2 separate regions of the Mus musculus genome follow, and region 2 is linked to region 1. A link is a contact called in public Hi-C data. All regions are on one chromosome and are shown on one strand. The core of a region is the stretch at or near the end of the contact, and the rest is flanking DNA. Distances in the headings are between cores, read along the strand shown.

What was found. A called contact is a pair of places that touch in the nucleus more often than the background predicts.
Region 2: a contact with region 1 is called in a Hi-C map of nephron progenitors, with 2.7 times the contacts expected there. The contact joins the enhancer-like site here to the promoter of Exd2 in region 1. A contact is called at or near these places in 1 of 484 Hi-C or Micro-C datasets (nephron progenitors), 2 of 115 datasets of contacts at active chromatin or transcription factors (embryonic hindbrain and embryonic stem cells) and 2 of 9 other capture datasets (adipose tissue and pancreatic islet).

The regions. Positions count from the first base shown.
Region 1 is chr12:80,460,797-80,465,996 of GRCm38.p6, forward strand. Exd2 (exonuclease 3'-5' domain containing 2) reads left to right here and starts at 2,299. Exons shown (of 9, transcript NM_133798.3): 1 at 2,299-2,484.
Region 2 is chr12:80,572,562-80,577,761 of GRCm38.p6, forward strand. It overlaps Galnt16 (polypeptide N-acetylgalactosaminyltransferase 16), which reads left to right. Exons shown (of 15, transcript NM_001081421.2): 3 at 3,298-3,396; 4 at 3,941-4,008; 5 at 4,827-4,892. Among named protein-coding and RNA genes, the nearest start is that of Gm23817, 48 kb to the right of the region's middle. Within about 2 kb of position 2,415, at least 32 of the 459 cell types and tissues checked have an H3K27ac peak or open chromatin away from gene starts, as enhancers often do.

The sequences.
Region 1 (5,200 bases), core at 1,049-3,548:
GTAGTAATACTTCTGCTTCAGTACCCCTGCCCCACCCCCACCCAGTGCTGGGATGATAGGTATGTACCACAATACTTGTCCTCTCCTCCCCACCCCGTGTGTGTGTGTGTGTGTGTGTGTGTGTCTGTGTTTTAGACTGGGCCTCCCTCATATAGCTGAGGCTGGCTGAACTTGGTCTTCTTGCCTCCATCTCCCAAGAGCTGGAATTACAGGCTTGTGCCCTGCCACCCAGCTTCAATCTATCACCTTTAACTCTCCTGTGGTGATATTTCTTCTGTGGTCTACATGTCTGTGGCTACATGTCATCTGGCCACTCTTTGCCCTCCAGCTCCAGCAGATCCAGAAGTAGCCTTGTGTTGCCTTCTTGCAAAGCTGGATTTGGAGTTCTTTATCTATTTCAACTCCTCCAAAGAATCTACTAGAACAAAAGCAGGACAGAATGACAGACTTTACTGACCTTTGTCTCTGGAAGATCAAACACCTTAAACTTTTCTCTCTTCCTTAACAACTCTCTTCTATAGTTGTATTCTCCTTCCAAGAACTTTAAATTCTTTGCTGACTCTTCTCTGATTTTCTGTATTCCCTCCTTTCTTCCCTCCCTCCTTCTCTTTTTTTCTTTAAAACCAAGTCTCTAATGTCAGCCAAGCTAGTCCCAAACTCACTACTTGTATGGCCAATGGCCTTGAACTTCTGATCTTCAGGCTTCCCCCTCCCAAGTTCTGGGGTTATAGGCATGTGCCATTTACTTTATATAAAGTGTTGGGATTATAGGCATGTACCACTTACTTTGTATAAAGTCTTAGAGTTTCTTGTCTCCTTGTCATCTTCACCTCAATCCCTTAGTGATTTCCTCCAAAACAAAGAGAATTCATATTTAACCTGTGGGTTGTTCAGTGACTTATCCCTTTGTGTGATGTGTGAGAATAGCACCATGTCTGAGAGGATTTTATAGAGTTCTAAAATTATTATGGGCATTTCCCTCAAATTTCTGTATCTTCAAAAGATGTCCTCTCACTTCTCACATTGTATGTGTGTGTGCTCAAGTGCTACTGTGGATGTTTCCAACCAGCCTCTAAGCTTCTTGAGTGGACAGAAAAAGATGAAAATTTATAAACAAAACAAAACTCCTTCCTTTTTGAGATAGCGTTTCGTGTAACCCAGGCTTACCTCAAATTTATCATTGTAGCCTGAGGTCTAGATCCCCACCACTGCATAAACGGGGTGTGGTGGCCCAAGCCTGCCTGTAATCCTAACACTTGGGAGATGGAAGCTGGAAGATCAGGAATCTAAGGTCACCTTTGCTCACATTTTGAGAGTTGAGAGCCAGATTGTGCTACACAACACCCTGCTTTAACCCCCTTAAAAAAAAAATCAATCCTGAATGAATGGTTTCATATATAGACAATATTGTGGTTGTTATGAGGATATAGGGACCAGGAGAGATGACAACAGTAAAGAGCACTGGTTGCTCTTCTGGAGGACCCAGGTTCAATTAACAGCCCCCACACAATAGCTCAACACTTTCTATAATTTTTTTTCCTTTTCTTTTCTTTCTTTCTTTTTTTTTTTTTTGGTTTTTTGAGACAGGGTTTCTCTGTGTAGCTCTGGCTGTTCTGGAACTCACTCTGTAGACCAGGCTGGCCTCGAACTCAGAAATCCACGCCGGCTCTATAAATCTTTTCCAGGGGCTCAACGCCCTCTTCTGGCATCTTCAGACATGTACGAGAGGGGAGAGGGAGAGAGGGAGAGGGAGGGAGAGAGAGGGAGATGGGGAGAGGGGAGAGAGAGAGAGAGAGAGAGAGAGAGAGAGAGAGAGAGAGAGAGAGGGAGAGAGAGAGAGAGAGAGAGAGAGAGAGAGAGAGAGAGAGAGAGAGAGAGAGAGAGAGAGAGAGAGAGAGATTAATGGCTATAATATATAACGCGAATGAAGAGCACATTCTGTAAACAGTTTCCTTATTTTCCCGCTCGAATATAAGAAAATTAATGGGGGTGGGTGGGTATGGGGGACTTTTGGTATAGCATTGGAAATGTAAATGAGCTAAATACCTAATAAAAAAATGGAAAAAAAATAAGAAAATTAATGTAGTGGAGAAACGCTACCCTGGGTAAAAGAGAAAAAATGTCCTGTGTTGCATTTGTGAGCGAAAGTTCAATAGGCTTCTTCCTTCAAAGCCAAAACCAAAAGACGAAGCGGCATCTCAGAAAACACCACTTTTCTGAAGACATTAAGTCTTCGCAATTATAACCCTCCTTCCCCATCCTTTAACCGAGAACCTGGGGAGGAAATGCTGCCCTAGCGGCTTCCGTACAAAATGGCGCGGCCCATAGGCACACACCACGGGGGTTGTATCCTCCTGGCCAGCCACTGGGCCGGAAGTGGCTACGGCTTTTATGCATCCGGGTGGGTGCGCCCAGACCGCCGCGGGGGTTCCAGCTTGTCAGCGTGGGGTGCCGCAGGTGTTCGGTCGAGGCTGGAGGCCGCAGGTAAGGGAAGCTCGGGTTGGCAAAGTCCTCTCTGGGGTTGTGTGGCAGGCAGAGGGGTTTCCAGCGCGGCTCGAGAGGGTGGTGATGCTGAAGGGACCACTTTGCGCGTGGGCGACTGTTGGGCTGCAGAGGTGCCCAGGCGTTGTTGGCACTGCCCCTCTCCCCGCCCTGAGGCGCGGCCTCTTGGCCCCTCACTCTCGGTGTGGGCGGTTGAGCCCTCAGGTTCGGGGAGGACTCGTCCCGCCATTGGTCCCCAAGCCTTCCCGGGCCGCCCCTTTCCATCCGCCCGTCTCCTCGTCAGGAGCATCCACCAACCCTTCAAGGCTTTCTGACCTCGTCAGTTAAAAAGCAGCCCCCGCCGGGGTTCCTCCGGGCTTCGGGGGACCCGCCCCACCCGGGACCTGCGGGGCCACATCGCTCGCCGCCCGTCGATTTGCTGGGCACCACCTCTGGCTTTGGCTTTTCACCTTTGGCTTTGGCTTTTTTTTTTTGGCGGGGCAGATCAAACTAGAACTTTAAATCTTATTTATTAAAAATGGACAGCTGTTCACCAAAATTCAGACAACTCAAGTATTTATAAGCTTTGGTACACGATTGGACGCAAATTCCCTTATGTAACCATTCCTTAGAAACACAGAACTGTTTTGTTTTTAGTAACTTTTTTTTCTTTTTTTCTTTTTTTTTTTTTCTTTTTTAAAGAACTGGAGTAGTGGGGAGGGGGAGGGTCTCTCGCTATGTAGCCCTTTCTGGCCTGGAACTCAGGGATCTGTTGGCCTCTGCCAAGTGCTGGGATTAAGTCAAGATTTATTTTTGTTTATGTGTGTGCGTTATTTGGAGCCGGAGTTGCAGCCGCCTGTGAGCTGCCTGGTGGGAGGGAGTGTGCTAGGAGCTGAATTTGCGTCCTCTGGAAAAGTAGCTGGTGCTGTTGAATTATTTTGTTGAAAATACATCTTTTTCTCTTCACATAATATATTCCGACTGTGGTATCCACTTCCTCCACCCCTTCCAGTTCCTCCCCACCTCCCTTCCCATCCGAATCCACTCCCTTTCTGTCTCAATTAGAAAACAAACAGGCTTCTAAGGGGTTATAATAAAATCGAACAAAATAAAATATAAGCTAAATAAAACCATCAAATCAAAATTGGACAAGACAAACAGCAAAGACACCAAGAGAAGACATACGAGTCAGAGACCTGCTTGTTTGAATCCTCAGGGATCCCATAAAAACACTAAACTGGAAGCTGTAACTTAGTGGAGGACCTGTTGAACTCCTGCGTGGGCCCTGGGCATGAAGCCCCAGCCTCTCATGAGTTCCTATGAGCTTTGTTGAGTTCATGTAGAGGGTCTTGTTTTTTAGTGTCCTTCATCCCCTGTGGCTCTTACACTCTTTCCACCTCCTCTTTGGGGTGTGGGGTCCCTAAGCCCTGAGGGGAAGGGTTTGATGGGAGGCACCACATTTAGAGCTGAGTGTTCGAGGTTTGTCACTGTCTTAGTTAGGGTTTTACTGCTGTGAACAGACACCATGACCAAGGCAAGTCTTATAAAAACAACATTTGATTGGGGCTGGCTTACAGGTTCAGAGGTTAAGTCCATTATCATCAAGGTAGGAGCATGGCAGTATCCAGGCAGGCATGGTGCAGGCAGAGCTTAGAGTTCTATGTCTTCATCCAAAGGCTGCTAGTGGAAGACTGACTTCCAGGCAACTAGGGTGAGGATCTTAAGCCCACGCCCACAGTGACCCATCTATTCCAACAAGGCCACACCTCCAAATGGTGCCATTCCCTGGCCCAAGAATATACAAACCATCACAGTCACTCTGCACAGTGTCCAGCTGTGGGTCTCAGTATTCACATTCTGCTACAGGAGAAAACTCTTGATAAAAGCTGAACTGATCTAGGAGTATAGCAGTATGTCATTAGGAGTCATTTTACTGCCTCCCCCTTTATGAAGAGTGGTATTTGTTCTCACCCAGGTCCCTGGATTATCTAGTTTCTTGCTGTTGGTCACCACAAGCAATGTTGGGTATAGGTTCCATCTCAGAGAGGGAGCTTTAAGTCAGATGAGATGTTGGTCAGTTATTCCATGAGCTTTGTTGTCACCACTGCCCTAGCATATTTTGGAGGCAGGACGCCACTGTAGATCAGAGGATTTGTGGCTGGCTTGATGTTTCTCTTTTGGTGGCATGTAGAGTACTTTCCTTCCTGTACCAAAGGCACTAAACCATAGGGGTGAAGGCTCTACGTGGGCGCTAGCTTGTTTCTCCATGTTCAGTGAGTTCAGCAGTGGGGCTTTGGAGTTAGTTTCTGGAGAGCAACCCATAGTCTTGGCAACAGACTCAGTTGTTTGGGGATGAGACGTCTTTGGCCAACAATTCAATTAGGTGTAACCCAGTCCTAGTACCAGAAGCTTCATTTGGTGACAAGGTACCTGGCTGGGACTCTGTCTCCCCCATTATTTGGCTATTATATTTAGATCATCTTTATATATTTATTTATTGTAGGAAGCTTCTATTGTATTTGGTTTCCATACTAATTTTAATTGTCTCCCCCATATTCCCTACCTCTTCCCACTTGATTCTCCTGTTCTAGCCCCCACCTCATCCATCTATAACTATTCTGTTTTCTTTTCCTAACGAGAGCTTTCTATCCCCCTTATACCCCAACTCTATATCTAATCTTAGTGGTTCTATGGACAGTAGCTTGGTTATCATTGACTT
Region 2 (5,200 bases), core at 1,165-3,664, 110 kb after region 1:
TTACCTTATTCATGTGTCTGTGTGTGTGTGATCGTGCACACATGCAAACTGTATATATTTTACAAATAAATATGATGTCCTCAGTCTTTATCTAGTGACTTTAGACTTTAAATTATCCTCACTCTCAGAATTATCCTGCCTCCTGTGTTTGTTTGTTCATTCAATCTCTCCTCTCCTCTCCTCTCTTTTCCCTTCCTTTATTCTTTTCTTCTCTTCTCTTCTCTTCTCTTCTCTTCTCTTCTCTTCTCTTCTCTTCTCTTCTCTTTTCTTTTCTTTTCTTTTCTTTTTGGTTTTTCAAGACAGGGTTTCTTTGTGGAGCCCTGGCTGTCCTGGAACTCAGAGACCTGCCTGCCTCTGCCCCCCCCCCCCCCCCCCGGCCTACTATGTCCTACTGGCACTGCCCTACTATATTTCAATGGAAAGGTCATGGAAACCCCCAGCTGAAGGCAGAAGGTTCCCTCTGTCCTCAATCAGACATCCCAGTAAGAGTAGCCTGCCAGGGGACCTCAAGAAAACCCAAGACGGTGAGCCGAATACTGACACAAGGGCTCCAGCCCTTCCCTCTTTAAACAGTAAAAGGCTGTGAACGCCCCTTGGCATCCTTTTCTTTTTTTTTTTTTTTTTTTTTTTTTTTTGGTTTTTGGTTTTTGGTTTTTCGAGACAGGGTTTCTCTGTGTAGCTCTGGCTGTCCTGGAACTCACTTTGTAGACCAGGCTGGCCTCGAACTCAGAAATCCGTCTGCCTCTGCCTCCCGAGTGCTGGTATTAAAGGCGTGCGCCACCATGCCCGGCGTGGCATCCTTTTCTTGCCTCCTTCCCTGGCCCCAGCATCTCCTGTAAAAGCATCCCGGTCTTGATCCTTGTTCTTCTCCTGTGGGAGATGGGCAAGGTCCTAGACCAGGGCCAGAGAAGCCTTCCACCAGTCAGTCCCTGCTTGGTGTGACTGGACTCACAAGGCAAGTCAGCAGCTCTCTTCCTGGGTTCAGTCTGATGTGTCCTATCTCGAGTATGTGCTATCACCTCTTATCTCTTCCTGCCATCACCTGCCATCATCAGAAACATTCTACTCCTTCTGCAGAACCCCTGCCCCCCCCCAACCCCCATGCCTGGCCTCATCTGCCCTTCAGTCAGCATGTGATATTCCTATGTTTTTATTTCCTTCTTTTCTTTTTCTTGATGTGTGTGGCAGGGTGTGTGTGTGTGTGTGTGTGTGTGTGTGTGTGTGTGTGTGTGAAGTATGTGCAAGACCAGGTTTTACAGTATAGCATAGGCTGGCCTGGAATTCACTGTATGTACTCCAGGCTAGCCCTAAACTTTGATTCTCTCCCAGTCTCAGCTCTCAAATGCTGAGATTACAGGTGCTAGCAAACCAACATTTAAGTCCTTTGTCAGTCAGCTTGAGGGCAGCTTCCTCTCTCTCTCTACTGCAAGCAATGGTAGGTTCATGTACTGCTGTTCTTCAAGACCTTCAGTGGACAGCCCTAATCATGGCTAACTCAGTCCTCAGGACCTAGGGGAATCTATGTCCTGACTTCATATGTCAACTGAGGGCTTGGCCTAGATCATCTGTGTCCACCTTCCCACCTCAACCTACCTTGGCTCTCCTCGTGTATTTGCTGAGATACTAAAAGGGGGAACACTGCTGGGGGCTTTGCACACCCAGGGCTGTGGTGGGTTGGTGAGGTGCCATGTGCTACTGCTAAATCCTCTCAGAGGGCTGAAGTAGATCAACGTGTGTGTGTGTGTGTGTGTGTGTGTGTGCACGCACATGCACACTTGTCGCAGGGGGAGCATAGGAGGTACCAGCCTGGTAAAGCCAATGTGCTCCTGCAAACCTTGCCTTCCCCAGATACAGCTTCCACTGGACTCCATGCTGCAGGCTAGCTCCTGGTCCTGGCCTCTGGCTGGGATGCTACTGTCAGAGTGGGAAATGACATAAGGCAGACTTGTTGAGAACATGAGCAAACCTTCCCAATATAGACATGGGACAGCCTCTTGAACAACTCCTGGCTCCTGGGAATTGGGTAGCTAGCTCTACCCGCCATCTAAATCCCAGAAGAATGTAGGTGCGGGGGAAGTTCAAGTCCACCCTTCAGACAAGTGTAGGAGGTTTGCCTCCTACAAGGAGAGAAAAACATTATTATCTAGCTTCTCTCCTTAGACATGACATCTGGGGACAAGGACAAAGAACTGGGACTCTGTAGAACTGTATTCCCCTTGGGAGCCTGGCTTCTGGGAGCAGAAGAGAGACCCTCCCCCCACAGCCCTCCCCACACAAGCAGTGGGACTCCCCGCCTGCCTGACCTGGCCTCTCTGCAGGGCAGGATGTGGGCCTGGGAATTCACACTGTGAGCTACTGTCAGTGGGGTGAACGCTGTAATGAAAAAAATAGTCATCGCTGGAGTAGTGTGGAGCGATTGTAATAAAGAACATCGCTTAGGAAAACCAGCGGAGGCGGGCGCCTGCCTTCCAGCGGTTTGGAGCCAGGAATGAATGCATTCACAGGAGCGATAGATAGGAAGGAAGGCCGGTGGGAATGACGGTTTTAATTCCCTTTGCTGAGATGAGAGGGAGCCGGGGATCCAAAGACAGGTTGGGGGACCCCGGGGCTGCAGAAGAGGGAGCAGAGTGGCAGGGACTGCCCTCAGTGTCTTCTGGGAAGCTGTTGTCCTGCAGGCTTGCCTCCGCCTGATAGCTCTTGCAGGGCTGTTAGTGCTATAGAGAGTGGGAGGGAAGTCCCTCCACCCCCACCCTGCAGGCAGAGTGGGAGGAATTTCTGGCCAGATCCTACCAGAGCTGGGAGACAGGGAAGAAAAAGCATCAGGATGTGAGAAGGCAAAAGGAAGGTGGTTTTCTCCCCAACCCATCTACCTCGCCCCACCGGTCTGCCTCAGCAGCAGTAGCCTCATGCTTTGGCTCCTGGCTGTATCCTGGAGCCTACACATAGACCCTAAACCTTCCCAGAAGTCAGTGCATGTGTGCATGTGTGTGGTGGTACTTTAGGTCTTTGGCAAAGAACCCCCAGGCTTAGGACGACTCCTCAATCTGCAATTTCCTTCCTAGACCCCAGGCCAGGTAGCAAGTGGGTGCTGGGCCCCTGTGGGATGGAACGTCATGTTGTAGGAGGCAGGCTCTATCCTAGCTTTGAGAATTCCTTCTGCATTACAGAGCTGTCTGTCCCAGGGCACAGCAAAGTGGGTATAGAAAAGCACTTAGCGGTCCAGGCATGCCAATACTGTTTGCCTTTGAACCCCCTCACCTCTGACCCCCTTCACCTCTGACTCCCGTCCTTTCTCAGTTGCCCATCCTTGTCCTATTCTTCGGACCTGCCGGCCACCAGTGTCATCATCACCTTCCACAACGAGGCTCGCTCCACACTCCTGCGCACAGTGAAGAGGTAATCCCCTCATCCTTATGGGCTGTCATCTCAGTGGCTCTGTCCCGTGGGGGTCTTTGGTGGCCAGGGAGTTTCTGACTAGTTTCTGTGTAGACACTGTGGAGGCAAGCTCTAGGAGGCTAAGTCTTGTCCAAGAAGCTAGATCTGGTGAATCTTTTGGGAGACACAAGAGGTCAAAAGCAAGAAGTCAAACCCAAGGTCAAATCCAAGAAGGTAGACATTGCAGCAGGCTCTGAGTGGAGCCTGGGCAGGCAGGGCAAGCTGGGTATCAGCCCAGCAGGTTCCTGGTAACCATCAGAGAGATATTCCCCTCCTGCACACATGCCACCTCCGCAGTACACTTAGATGCAAGTGGGACTCAGGAAGGAGTACCCAGAGACAGTGCTTGGAGTGATGAGGCCTGGGTATCCTTTCTCAGAGAGAGACAGGCGCCCCATCCCAGTCGTGGGGGTGGGCAGGAGCCTCCGTGGTGAGAGAGGCTTTTACAGGGATGTGTAAGAAAGGCTGACTGCAGGCTCGTTTTCTGTGCCCACTACTGTTCCAGCGTCCTGAACCGAACTCCTGCCAGCTTGATCCAGGAGATCATTTTAGTGGATGACTTCAGTTCGGATCGTAAGTACTCATCTTCTCTTCATCTGCCTCTCCATGCCCCCCGTCCTGGCTGCTCCCCCAGTTGTTGAGATGAGCTCTCTGCTGCCATCCTGGTTCTCACACATGGACCTCTGTCAAGCAGGGAATCGTTAGTCTTTTCTGGGATGATTTCCCTACCCTGGAACCCAACAAAGGGCAAGAGTGGCGTTGTTGAAATGATACACCTGTGAGATGACATTAAAAACAAAAATAAAAGCAAACGAACAAACAAACTGAAGCAAGGGGGTAGGGAGATGCCTGGGTAGAGAAGGTGCTTGCTCTACAAGCATGAAGAACTGAGCTCAGATATCCAGCACGCATGTCGAAAGTCAAGTGACAGAGGGTGCATCTGTCAGCCAGTGCTCAGGGAAGTGAAAGGGTGTGGGTGGATGGTGGGTGCCTCACTGGCCAGGTAGTCTAACCAAAACTATGAACTCCAAGGCAAGAGAGGTAGAGAGCCTGTCTTGGAAAAAGAAGCAACGAGGTAAAGAATAAAGAGAGAGACACCTGAGGTTGACCTCTGGCCTCCATGCCTATACACATGAGCAAGTGTACTCAGACAGATAGACGACACACACACACACACACACACACACACACACACACACACACACCTGACATAAAAGATCCCCTTTCAATATGCCAGGTGCTCTCTGGTGCCCCCTAGGGTAGAGTTGGGTTCATAGACACTAATGGTCCTCAATTAACCCAGGAGGAGTGGGCTGTCTTTCAGCCATGATAGCCAGTATGATCCGATGCCCATAACTAAATGAGCTTGCCTTCCTCCCCTCTGCCCCCAGCTGAAGACTGTTTGCTTCTGACCAGGATCCCCAAGGTCAAGTGCCTTCGCAATGACAAACGGGAAGGTGAGCGCTAGGTCTGTGTCCTGGTGGTCTTCTACCTCCGGACTCCTGTGCTGGACACTGTCCTAAGACCCTTCAGTCTGACTTGCTTCTTTCTTCTGAGAAATGGGACCGCGCTGGCATTCTTCTGCCTTACAGGGTTGCTATAAGGATGAACAAGAGTCTTGTGATGCAAAGCCCCAAGAAAATGGGAGGGAAGGAGAAAGGTGTGACCGACCAAGGAGTGTGTCGGAGCATCAGTGGTAGCACAGTGTGCTGTCTAAAAGCTTAGAAGACGCAAGAGAAGTTCCAAGCACAGTTCCTGTCCTAGG